2 separate regions of the Mus musculus genome follow, and region 1 is linked to region 2. Evidence: chromatin contacts called from public HiChIP or PLAC-seq data. All regions are on one chromosome and are shown on one strand. Each heading gives the region's core, a stretch centred on a gene start, on an enhancer-like site or on the middle of the called end of the contact. The rest is flanking DNA. Distances are from core to core; before and after follow the strand shown. Region 1 has its middle 29 kb from the start of Zfp777. Region 2 holds the start of Zfp956 (zinc finger protein 956).

Region 1 (5,894 bases), core at 1,006-3,505, 67 kb before region 2:
ATGATGGAAGTGGATGAGGGGCCATGGGGAAGCAGAGAAAATAGTCCCTTTGAACACCTGGGTATTTGAAACTCCAAAGAGAGACTTTTGGAGGTGTTTGATAGTCACCTAAGATCTTTATTTATCTGGACCCAGGAGTTTTAAAGGTGCTCAAGTGTAGACAATGCATGTGGTTTAATGTAGAATCCAATTTAAGAGAGTTGTTTTCTTAACCACAAAGTAGCCAAAATGTACAGGAAGTAGGAAGGTTTAAGAAGCTGCCTTCTGAGGAAACCTAGTTTAAAGGAATCCAACCAAATCCTGTCAAAGCCTAGGCCCTTCGCCTTAGTTAGCATCCTTATCTGTTAAATTAAGTCAAGGTCACGTTACATTGTCCTGAGGCTTAAATAACAAAGGAAAAAATACCTAGCACAGACTTTATGGTCTTAACTAAGAACTCAAAAGCTTCCTGATTTTATTTTAACTTACACTGTGAGGTTTTAACTTGGTAAAGCTGGGAGATGGAGGTTGGCTTAGTAAAGCAAAGTTCACCAGGCTGTGCTGCATCACAAGCGAACTGAGTAGGGAATTCTTTTTTTGAAAGGTGAGTCATGGCAGTTTTAGAGAAGCCAGCTCCTGAGGCAGGAAGGCTGGTGGGGGAATTGCTTGCAGAGGCAAAAAGAACACTTTCAATTGTGAGGAGAGGACATTTAAGTCCAACCAAGCAGCTGCTTTGTGCTCCTGTTGTGACAGTGACATCTCAAAAGCAAGACAGACTTTCAGATTTCTAAGTCCCCTGGAGTTACTGGGCCCCATGTGCATAGAGGCCAGAGAGAGAAAGTGGGTGCTTTTTTGTTTGGGTTTTTTGTTTGTTTTTGAGACAGGGTTTCTCTGTGTACCCCTGGCTGTCCTGGAACTCACTCTGTAGACCAGACTGGCCTCGAACTCAGAAATCTGCCTGCCTCTGCCTCCCAAGTGCTGGGATTAAAGGCGTGCGCCACCACTGCCTGGCAAACTGGGTACTTCTTATCTTGAAGACCTGCATGTGACTCCTAAACTATGTGCCATTATAGCCACTTAACTTTTTTTCCTTTATCTCTATTGTAAGGCTGTTTCACCAGGATATATGTGTGTGTACCACATGAGCACTCTCGTGTGGATCACCTAGGACTAGAGTACTGAAGGTTTTGGGAATCAAACCTAGGCCCTATAGAAAAATAGGCAATGGTTATAACCACTGAGCTATCTCTCCAGCCCACATCTACTTTAAGTGAAGAATTTGAGGCATAGAGAGCTTATGTAGCCCAAAGTCACACAGAAGGAAATTTTAAACAAGATTTTTGTTTACTTTTCGGATTTTAGTGTTTTGAAACAGGATCTTAATCTCACTCAGGCTAGCCTCAAACTCATGACAATTTTTTGTTTGTTTTGGTTTTGGTTTGGTTTGGTTTAGTTTGGTTTTTGCTTGCCATAGTATCACTATATGGCTCTAGCTGGTCTGGAACTTGGTATGTAGACCATAGTGGCCTGGAACTGATAGATATCCACCAGCCTCTGCCTTCCAGGTTTGGAATTAAAGACCTGAACCATGTGTGCCTAGTTACAGTCCAGATTTGAACTCAAGTATTAAGCCCCTGAACCCACAATGTTCTTTTCCTGGGATTTGGAGGTTGTTGGAAAGAGAAAGGCAGTATGTCTGTTAACTATCTCCATTACCCCAGATTTTTTTTTTAACAGAAAATGAAGTTAGGGAAGGGCTGTGTGTGTGTCTGGACGATGAGTGTCCTGAGGATGGAAGTGAGCATGGGAGGTCCAGAAAACTCTGAGTCAAAACGTCAGGACAGCACTTCCTAGAAGGAGACATGAAGTAAGCAGCCAAGGGGTTATTCTCTCGGTCATCTGAGAGGCTCCTGGGGAGGGGGAGGGGGAGCAGGGCTTGGGTTTAGAACCTTTAAGGGTGCTTGGTTGTACAGCCTCATAGAACTTACTATGTTCTAGGCTCTATAGTTGAACAAAAATATGAGAAGCGAACTGCCTTGGCAGTGCCAGGAAGCTGGGAGCCATTCTCTAAAGTGAACCTTTGAGATCTAGAGAAGCCCAGGCCTTCAGGGAGAACTCTTTACCCAGGTGTCATTGACAAAAAAGGCCATATCTTCTATTTTCCTCCTCTCTTCTTACTGAGAGCAGTTTTCAACAGCCAGGTGCCTAGGGGAGACCTTTCTTGCTGTGCCCTGTGGCAGCTCTGCAGATTAAGGGATCAGGGACTGAGGCACTGTAGGCTCTCCTGTTGCCAGGGCAACGCTGAGTCAGGCCCAGGCCTCTGCATCAGCCTTCTGGGAAATGATTTGGCTTCAGAATCATCTTACTTCTTCTCATAGTGGGAACCTTTAAATTAAAATTTCTTCAAAATCAATCTTGAATTGATCACTTCTCGTTGGGTTCCTTGAAATGTAGTAAACACATACAATCTAACTCTTCTATGTCTGACAAAGAATAGACAGACGCAGGCTCAGAGAATCAAAAATGAAAAATGAAAAAAGGAAGGAAGGAAAGAAGGAAGAAAAAGAATTTAACTTAATACTACTGACAGTGGTCTTACATAAAAACTTCTGGTCTGAAATCATCACTCAGGATTTTATCAAGGATAACGATAATGACGTATAGCTAGCTGACTCTTATCATTACCAGGTATTATACAAGGCAAAGGCTTCTGTTTTATCCCATAAAAAGCTATGAAATTGTTACCCCTGTCCCTTTTACAAGATGAAGTTAAGCCATCAAATTCACATGGCCAAAATTTAACTGAAGTGTGGCCCCAAAGAATTTGCTGTCATGCCTCCCCATTTCAGTACAGATGGTATTTAATAAAAGAAGGCAGAACTGCAGCTCTGACCCTCGTGGGCACCTCAGGTAAACCTGGACATCTTCCAACCCTGTCACAGCATTGGGACAGTCAGTACCTTTTCCCTAACCAAGATCGAGTAGGTGCTGCCCACTCATTGGAAGAGGACTCTGAGAAGACGGCCAGTTTGCATGTTTGGCACAATAATGGCCGTGGTGATGTGAGCTACACTGTACACTGAGGTGAGTGAGAGGTTCTGTCTGAGGTTGTCACCTTAGAGGCCCTTTGTGCAGGGATCACAGCAGCAGTTGCAGGAAGGAGATTCCTATAAGAAGACACCACCTAGTAAAGTGCCACACACTCTGCCTGCTGCAGGACAGTGCTACATCCCTCCAAACATGAATAGGAACAACTTGGAACTTATGCTCTTCCTGACAGCCTCCAGCGTAACTAGGATTACAGATGCCACCAGGCCTGGGTCAGAATCACTTTAAGACCAACACGCAACCTGTCCTTTATTTACAACTACGAAAACTATGCTCACAAAGAATTAAAATTGACTAAATCCAGACAACTTCCAAAACTAATTTCAAAAAAAAGCAAACGGGGTGGAACTAGTCGGCATGTCTCAGTAGGAAGTTTGACAAACAAACTCCAACTCCCAGATTCCATAGTGGAAGTACAGAAAATCCTGTTCTAAAGGGCTGTCCTCTGTCCTCCACCATGGTACATACACACACACAAATAACTCTGGAACTATGGCATTGATTTTTCCATGAAAGGTTAATTTAAAATTACAGGATTCCATGATCTAATTTTCTGCACATATATGTTTATAAATTCTAAATCCTAAGGACAGGGGTCAGACCCAGAGTCTTATGCTAAGAAAGTGTTCTTCTCATTTTGCCACCATTCAATATCTCTGATGGTTCCTGTGTGCCAAGTGTGTCTGTGACAGGATCAAGTAGGTTTTCCTTACTGAGGAAACTTTTTGTTTTTTGTTTTTCGAGACAGGATTTCTCTGTGTAGCCCTGGCTGTCCTGGCACTCACTCTGTAGACCAGGCTGGCCTCGAACTCAGAAATCTGCCTGCCTCTGCCTCCCAAGTGCTGGGATTAAAGGCATGCACCACCACGCCTGGCCTGAGGAAACTTTTAAGTGAACAAACAACTTATTTTCCTGCTGATCAATTTCATTCCTAATCATGACAGAAGAAATATGCATTAGCTACCATCTGGCATGAGGACTTGTAGCCATTTTCAGACCTGTGATGTCGACATGAAGTGTGTCACTAGGAAGAGCCTGCTGCCCCTCTCCCTTTTAAAGACGGCCTCATGGAGCGCAGGTTTGTGGAGAGCTCACTGTGGATGGAAGGATGACCGTCTGCCTCATCTCCCAAGGGCTGGAACAACCAAATTCAAGACACAAAGCTTTATCAACTATATGAAGATGGGCCAAATCTGCAGCTCAGTTTTTCTGCACTTTGTCAGTGTTCCAAACTTTTGTTTGCAGCCTCTAAGTCCCTTGTTTAAATGGAACCATTTAAATAGTAGCGCATCCTTCCTGCTGGCCACTGTCTGCCTGGCCTTCTGGACTACCAAGAGAGAAGCTTGCTTTAAATCTAAGGTTCTGACCAAGCACCTGTGACTCTTAACATTTCCCAGTCTCAAACCAAGCTCTGGATGTCTAATTTATTCAGTGACACTTGCCATAGTTACCTCATTCCTGGATGGAGCGAAGTTTCTTAACTTTAATTTCCTTTCAGGTTTCACATGCTTGGCAGATATTCCTATCAGAAGATGATAAGTCCCCATAAACTCACCAGGAAAATCTCAGAAGCCAAAACTCACCAGGAATTCCTGGAAGGCTTTGGAAATGACAGCACAGATGTCCTTAAAGGATCCATTATAATTTCAGCACATGCTCCCACTGCCTTTTCCAGGGAAGAATCGGGGACCTTGCCTCATACCTTGTAAGCATCCTGGAGAGGCTATACTGCCCTGGGATTACAGGTACCTCCTAGGGGTAGCACTTAGTGGCCATCATGCGTTTGATTTCCCTACAGATGGGGACAGCTTTTACTTACTTTGTACTTGCTCTGGAGTCTGACACCCAGGCTTATCAATCTCATGGATAAATATGTTACATGTCAACAATGATAAAAACTTGGCCTCGTGGGAACAGATTTTTGGTTTTTTTAAACAGGATGGAACTAGGTAGCCCTGACTGGTCTGGAACTTGCTATGAAGAAGACTAGGCTAGCTTCAAACTTACAGAACCCTGCCTCTTCCTCCCAAGCTCTCAAGACCACCATGCAACACCACCTTCCCAATCAGAAATACTTTCTTAATTATAGACAATCCCAAACCAGTGCCCTGTGTGGGGGCACAGCAATGTCAGTGTTCAGGAGGCTGAGGCCAGCATGTGCTCTACAGAGGCCAGCCAGGGCTATAGCAAAAGTCTGCCTCAATAAACAAACAAAAAATCTAAAACTTTTAAACGATACTATCTTTTAGTATGCATTCACTCCAGTAATGCCTCTCATATTTAGCCCACGTACTCGGTAGCGTCTCCAGGCCCCTGCCAAACCCTCCAAATGGGTGCCTGCTATGTGAGAGAAAGGTACGTAGAGGTCTCATGAGGAATCCAAAGACAGGCAGGCTGAAAGCGAGACCTAAGGAAGATGGTGTGGTGTGCCTCCCGGTACCAAGGACCCCACTCCACCTTTCGAACTGAGCATAAACTGCTGGAATCCGGAATAAGCCAGGCTTTGGGACTCTGGTTTCAGATGCCTGGCTTAGCTGTCTGGCCACTCTCTCTGGCACGATTAGAAGCTCTGACCTTGGGAAAGATCTCCCTACCCCATCATCTAACCCCTTCCAGAGGGGGCAAGCCCTTCAGACGCCCAGAGAACCCCCAGAATGGCCCATCTCTTCTGCCCCAAGGACTTTTAAAGAAACCTCTCAAATCCCAAACACGTGTGTGGCAGTGAGACAACGAGCCAAGGCTCCAAAAAGCCATCCTATTTTCTAATCCCCGAACAGTATTTTTTGGGTTCTATATTTATATTTTCA
Region 2 (5,441 bases), core at 977-3,476:
GAACCTAGATCCATTACAATGGAAAAAAAAAAGTATCCAAAGTGTGCTGGATTATATTAGTTTCATCAGTTATTTGACCACATTTTCTTCCTCTGGGGACATAGCCCAACAGCAAGGCCATAGACCTGCCTATCCAGTGGCAAACTCAACTCTCACTCCTCACCCCCCACCAGGGTCTCTGTATAGTCTTGGAACACTAACTGTACTGTAGACTGGGGTGGCATCAATCTCAGAGACCCACCAGCCTCTGAGTGCTGGGATTAAAGGCCACCACCTGCACCTTCACTACCTCTTAGAGCAGCTTCCCCTAAAATGAGACCAGCTTTTCCTTCTTTGGTGGTCTCTTAAGGGCCCAGAGACTCAACTAGCACTGCAAGAATTCCTAACCCGCTACTAGGTGCCTTAGAGTTTCTATTGCTTTGATGAATCACTATGACCAAAAACAACTTGGGGAGGAAAGGGTTTATATTCACACTTACACGACACAGATCACTATGTATCACTAAAGGAAGTCAGAGCAGGAACCTAACAGGCCAGGAACCTGGAGGCAGTTGCTGATACAGAGGCCATGGAGGAGTGCTGCTTACTGGCTTGATCCTCATGGCTTTCTCAGTTTGCTTTCTTACCCCAGGACCACCAGCCAAGGTGTGGGTCACCCACAATGAACTGGGTTCTCTCACACCAAATACTAATTAAGAGAATGCCCTACGAGCTTGCCATACAGCTAGATCTTATGGAAGCATTTTCTCAATTGAGATTCATTCCTCTCAGGTAACCTCAGCTTGTTTCAAGTTGGACACTAGGTCTCTGTGACTGAGACACCTCAACAAACAGCCCCGAACAGTCACTACAGTGCCCTGAACAGTCACTTTACTGGAAGCTAGATCTTAGATGCCAGTAGGCAGTGGCAGAGAAAGCTGAAAGCCAGCATCTTAGTCAAAAGAAGGGGGGTAATGTCACCATGCATAACTGTAAATAAAATGCGGAGCTGTGGGGACTACAGATAAATCCTGGAACTTCCCTCTATCTCTAAGGTGGTCAAACAGAAAAAGCACTCAGGGTGTATGACATTTATTATATATTGTATTACCAATAAACATGAAGGTTCCTGACTATTGGTCAGAATGTGTTATATGTTCTAAACCAAAGACTGTAACGAATACAATTTTGTGACATTAAACTTCCCCCAAGATATCTTCCATAAAAAAGACACAGCAAAGTGTCCCACACAGTAAGATACTTGTCACTAGAAACTTCTCTCTTCCTCACTCCATCCTGAGGTCTGTGACCACTGACCCATACAACAAAATGTGGTTGGGAGGAGGCAGTCTTCACACATAAAGGTCAAATATCTTCGTCTCTCTGGGATCCTTTGCCACAAATCTAACACCAAGAAATGTCTTTGAAGTCACTGCAAAGCTATTGCTAGCAGGAGATGCCTCCTACCTTCAGGGACTGTAAATCTCATCTCAGTAGTTCACTCACCTGAACCTAAAACACGCCTACCCAACGTTTTCTATAACACTGATTCCCTAACTAGTTGCAGTAGGAAAGTCTTCCCGGTGTTCATCAAAAAACAACAAGCGAGGAAGTATGTATCTACTCTTAATAGAATCGAATTCAGGCCCGAAAGGCCGTGGAACCCTCCCTCCTAGGCAGGAGCTAGATTCTAGGTCCCAGGACCAAGAGGGCTAACTGGAGGGGGCCTTAGCTCGGGATTTGATCGGAGATGGCTAATACTTGCGAGATGGAGCAAAGAGGTCCTGGAAAAAAGGAGTCGTGGAGTAAAAACGACCGCAGCCGGTGCACCGGGCCCAGATATTTCCTGGTGAAGCTCAACGGCCGTATATTACAAATGATCAAACCCGTGGCAAAGGAGACAAGGACTTAATCATGTGGCAACAGACCTCCTAGTCCTCCTCCCTGACTACCTGGCTGAGCTCTACCCAATTTTAGGAGGTGGTAAGATGTCCTCCCGGCGAATTCAGGAACCGCTTCACATCCCCCACATGATCGGTAAGGGCCACCCTTACCGGTGCAGCGGCCGCCTCAGTCATGGCTGCGCGCGATTCTGCTTCGTCTTGTTGTAGCCGCTGTGTCCCCTACAGGCGGCCCTTCCTGGCCTCACGATACAGAATCAGGATGGTCGTCTTGGACGCAGTTGGCAGTTTGAGACCTAGACGTCCTCGCTGCTCCCGCGGCAGAAACGCAGGCCACACCCTCCACAAGGCGGCTCCCCATTGGCTAGCCCTGGAGGTTCCGCCCCTGACGGTAGAGAAGCCAGACTCTATTGGCTAGCTGGGAGCACAAGCTGCATAGCGTTCGCTAGCGTTTCGTCTCAGCCCCGCAGGTGTGAGCACTAGGTGTTGAGCTCCGTTCACCTTTGAGCTGTAGAGCCACGCCAACCACTAGGGTCACATGTTGAGACTCCCCAGAACAAACTAGGCCACAAACACGCAGCTACATTTTCCAGTGTATTTATAGAGCACCGATTAAGTTAATATTTCCACCTCCATGGTTCTTAGGGCCTTGTAACCAACCCAACCATATCTTTGTTTTACAAAATAAGTCATCAGAATCTGGGATCCAACGTCTTTGAGCTCAGGCAACCATGCAGCCTTTGTTCATTCTTAACTCAAAATACTCTTTAACCTGTCCTATTGAATTTCAGGTTAAATGCAGTAAGCCCAGTTGTGCATAATGGCACAAGCAAGGAAATCCTAGTAGGTAGATAGAGGTAGGGGAAAAAAATTCACTGCAAGCCCAAGGCGAGCCAGGATTATACAGCGCCTCTTCCCCCACCCCAGCACTTGGATTTGTGCTTCAAATATGAATACTTGTTTTCCAGAGAACATCTAAAGCATTAGAAGAGAGGCCTAGGAACCCCCAGAACAGCAACATGAGTGCTTGCAGCGGAGGATTAAGTTTGGGGCAGCTATACTGTCCACGTTCAGTCTGAGCGCTTACTGACAACTGCTGTCTTGCTTGCAGGGCCTAAACAACGGTTGGGTGTGCAGGCAAGTAACGTCCAGAACCATGGCTGCATGCCACAGTCTTGCCAGTCATACCCCTACCCTGGGAATGACGGCAGTGTCACCCTCTGCCTCGTCTGTGCAGGACTTCTGAGTGGCTACAGAGTCTGCAGGACTTTAGCAATAGCACAGCCAGGGATGAAGGCACCTGGGAGCCTTCATGTGCTCTGGTGTCTGAGTGCCAAACAAGAGAGCAAACTATCAGAATTGGAATCCATCACCCAGCTCCAGAAGCTCCACAAGGCTGTCCCCAAGGTGCTGTGACAAAGAGGCACATGAAGCACCCGCTCTCATGACTTTGAGGCATGACACTATCACCTCAAATTCCTGGTCTGGAGCTTGTGCTTTTGAAGGGCCCCTAAAGTACCAACTCAGCTGGAAAGTGAAGGAACTTCCACCACTTGGCAGGCACAAGGGAAAGGCCCTGAGACAGTGCAGGTCCTGTCCTGTTCAGAGCTGGGCCCTTGCAGGGCTGGACTTCCCTGGAGGACAGAAAGCAAGAGGAAATGCAGGATTGTTTAGCCTCAGGAATGAGTCTGCATGTGGACAGCCAGGTGGTGGCTCCTTGCCACACTGGGGGCACTGATAGGAACGCTCACCAGTATGGATACACTGGTGACAAAAGAGGTCTGAGGGCCGGCGGGAGGCCTTGCCACAGTAGGGACAGGCAGGCCAGCTCTGCCTCTTGCCTGTGTGCTGATGCTGGTGTAATACCAGGCTCTTCTGTTGCTGAAAGGAGTGAAGACATTCACTACAGTGGTAAACTGTAGTTGCTGGCCTTTGTCTCATGAAGGCATGGCTTGTTGGAGACCGGTGGCTTGTGGGCTCCTCAGGTGGCCAGTGGATGACAGGGCCTGGCACCACCACTTTCTCTGGTTCCAGTGTGGAGTGGCTTTTCCCTGACCTAATAGGCAAGCCACTCCAAGCCTCCTTGTGTTTCTTTTCTACATGGGTCTGCTAATGGATTGTCAGATTAATCTTCAAGCAGAAGCTCTGCCCACAGTCAGGGCACAGGAATGCCTGCTTCTGTGGCTGAGGAAGGATACAGGGTGGCTCTCCCATATCCTCTGCTGCCTGAGGTTCCCCAATCCGTGTGATGCCATCTGTGGCCCCTGGTCTTAATCCTGGTCCTTCTGTGGACTCTAAATACGGACTGGCTGCAGGACTGCAGAAGGTTCTGCTCAGGTTGATCCTCAGATGGGGCTTCTGTCTTGATGGTCATAGGAATCATTGCTGGTTCCAAGGGGACCTCATGGCTTCCCCTGCCATTCGATCCAGGCCTTACTCCAGGTTCAGGCCTCCCCTCCCTTCCCCAGTCTTTGTGAGTGCCATTAGATCAGGCCAGGGGTCCTAGTCATAGACACCACGGGGCAGGAGTGTCTCATGTATTGTTCAACTTTGCTTGCTGTCTTATGCCTCATTCCTGGAAGCTGAGCTAAGAACACCAGAGAAGGAAGCAAGCTGCAAAAGCCAGGGGCCAGGGACCCTGCATAGAGTCCTGCAGCACACACCTTGGTGGATTTGTTTGGGATGGGTGACATACAGGCAAGTCACTCCCCTCCCTCATCTAGGTCCATGAGTTCATTCTGAGACAGATGGCAAGATCCTAAATGTTATAATGAGAATAGTCACAATCTAAAAAGGATCAGGAGCCCATGAGTGCCAACTGCTTCCAGACCAAAATTAAGAGGCTTTGTGTGTCACATGTAGCTATGATCCTAGCACTCAGGAAGTGAGATGGGAGAACTGCCACAAATTTAAGACAAGCCTTAGTTACATAGTGAGTTTAAAGCCAGCCAGCTACATATACCCCACCTCAAAAAAAGGGGTGAGGGGAGGCTGTGGCCTAGATGAGGGAGGGGAGTGACTTGCCTGTATGTCACTCATCCCAAACAAATCCACCAAGGTGTGTGCTGCCCAATCAGCCTATGATTCCTGTGGGGTCTCAGTGAAGGTCTCACCTGATGCAAGAGTGTAACTGTGATAGTGTAATAACTGCAGGGACAGAGCCATGAAAAGCACAGGCTGAGGTGAGGATAGTGGTCCCCAGAGACAGAAAATAGAAGGTCTTGGCATTGAGCCCTATCAAAAAAAAATATAGAATTAGCCAGGCAGCAGTGGCGCATGCCTTTACTCCCAGCACTTGGGAGGCAGAGGCAGGTGGATTTCTGAGTTTGAGGCCAGCCTGGTTTACAGAGTGAGTTCCAGGACAGCCAGGGCTACACAGAGAAAGTCTGTCTCGAAAAACTCGAAAAACTGAAAAACAAAACAAAACAAAAACAAAAAAAACCAAACAAACCAGAATCCAGGTGAAGGACCTACACTGAAAGTCTAGGTCAACATGCAAACTGCAAGATGCCTGAGGCTGTGAATCTCGGTAGGCCACCTCACAGGGTTACCGTAGGACTG

Evidence for each region. HiChIP or PLAC-seq counts read pairs in DNA pulled down with a chosen protein or histone mark.
Region 1: a contact with region 2 is called in an H3K4me3 HiChIP or PLAC-seq map of bone marrow-derived macrophages, with 2.7 times the contacts expected there. The contact joins the enhancer-like site here to the promoter of Zfp956 in region 2. A contact is called at or near these places in 2 of 39 promoter capture datasets (hippocampal neurons and pre-B cells), 6 of 484 Hi-C or Micro-C datasets (the G1E-ER4 cell line, Th1 cells, granulocyte-monocyte progenitors and 2 more), 4 of 115 datasets of contacts at active chromatin or transcription factors (the SCID.adh cell line, bone marrow-derived macrophages and embryonic stem cells) and 3 of 9 other capture datasets (adipose tissue, liver and pancreatic islet).

What each region holds. Positions count from the first base shown.
Region 1 is chr6:48,016,577-48,022,470 of GRCm38.p6, reverse strand. It overlaps a transcript of Zfp777 not described here. Among named protein-coding and RNA genes, the nearest start is that of Zfp777, 29 kb to the left of the region's middle. Within about 2 kb of position 2,255, at least 29 of the 459 cell types and tissues checked have an H3K27ac peak or open chromatin away from gene starts, as enhancers often do. A contact at or near this core is called in bone marrow-derived macrophages, where this site is marked.
Region 2 is chr6:47,950,175-47,955,615 of GRCm38.p6, reverse strand. It overlaps Zfp956 (zinc finger protein 956), which reads right to left and starts at 2,226. Exons shown (of 5, transcript NM_178898.4): 1 at 2,034-2,226. The coding sequence starts at 2,057. Zfp783 (zinc finger protein 783) reads right to left here. Exons shown (of 6, transcript NR_027963.1): 6 at 1,067-4,638.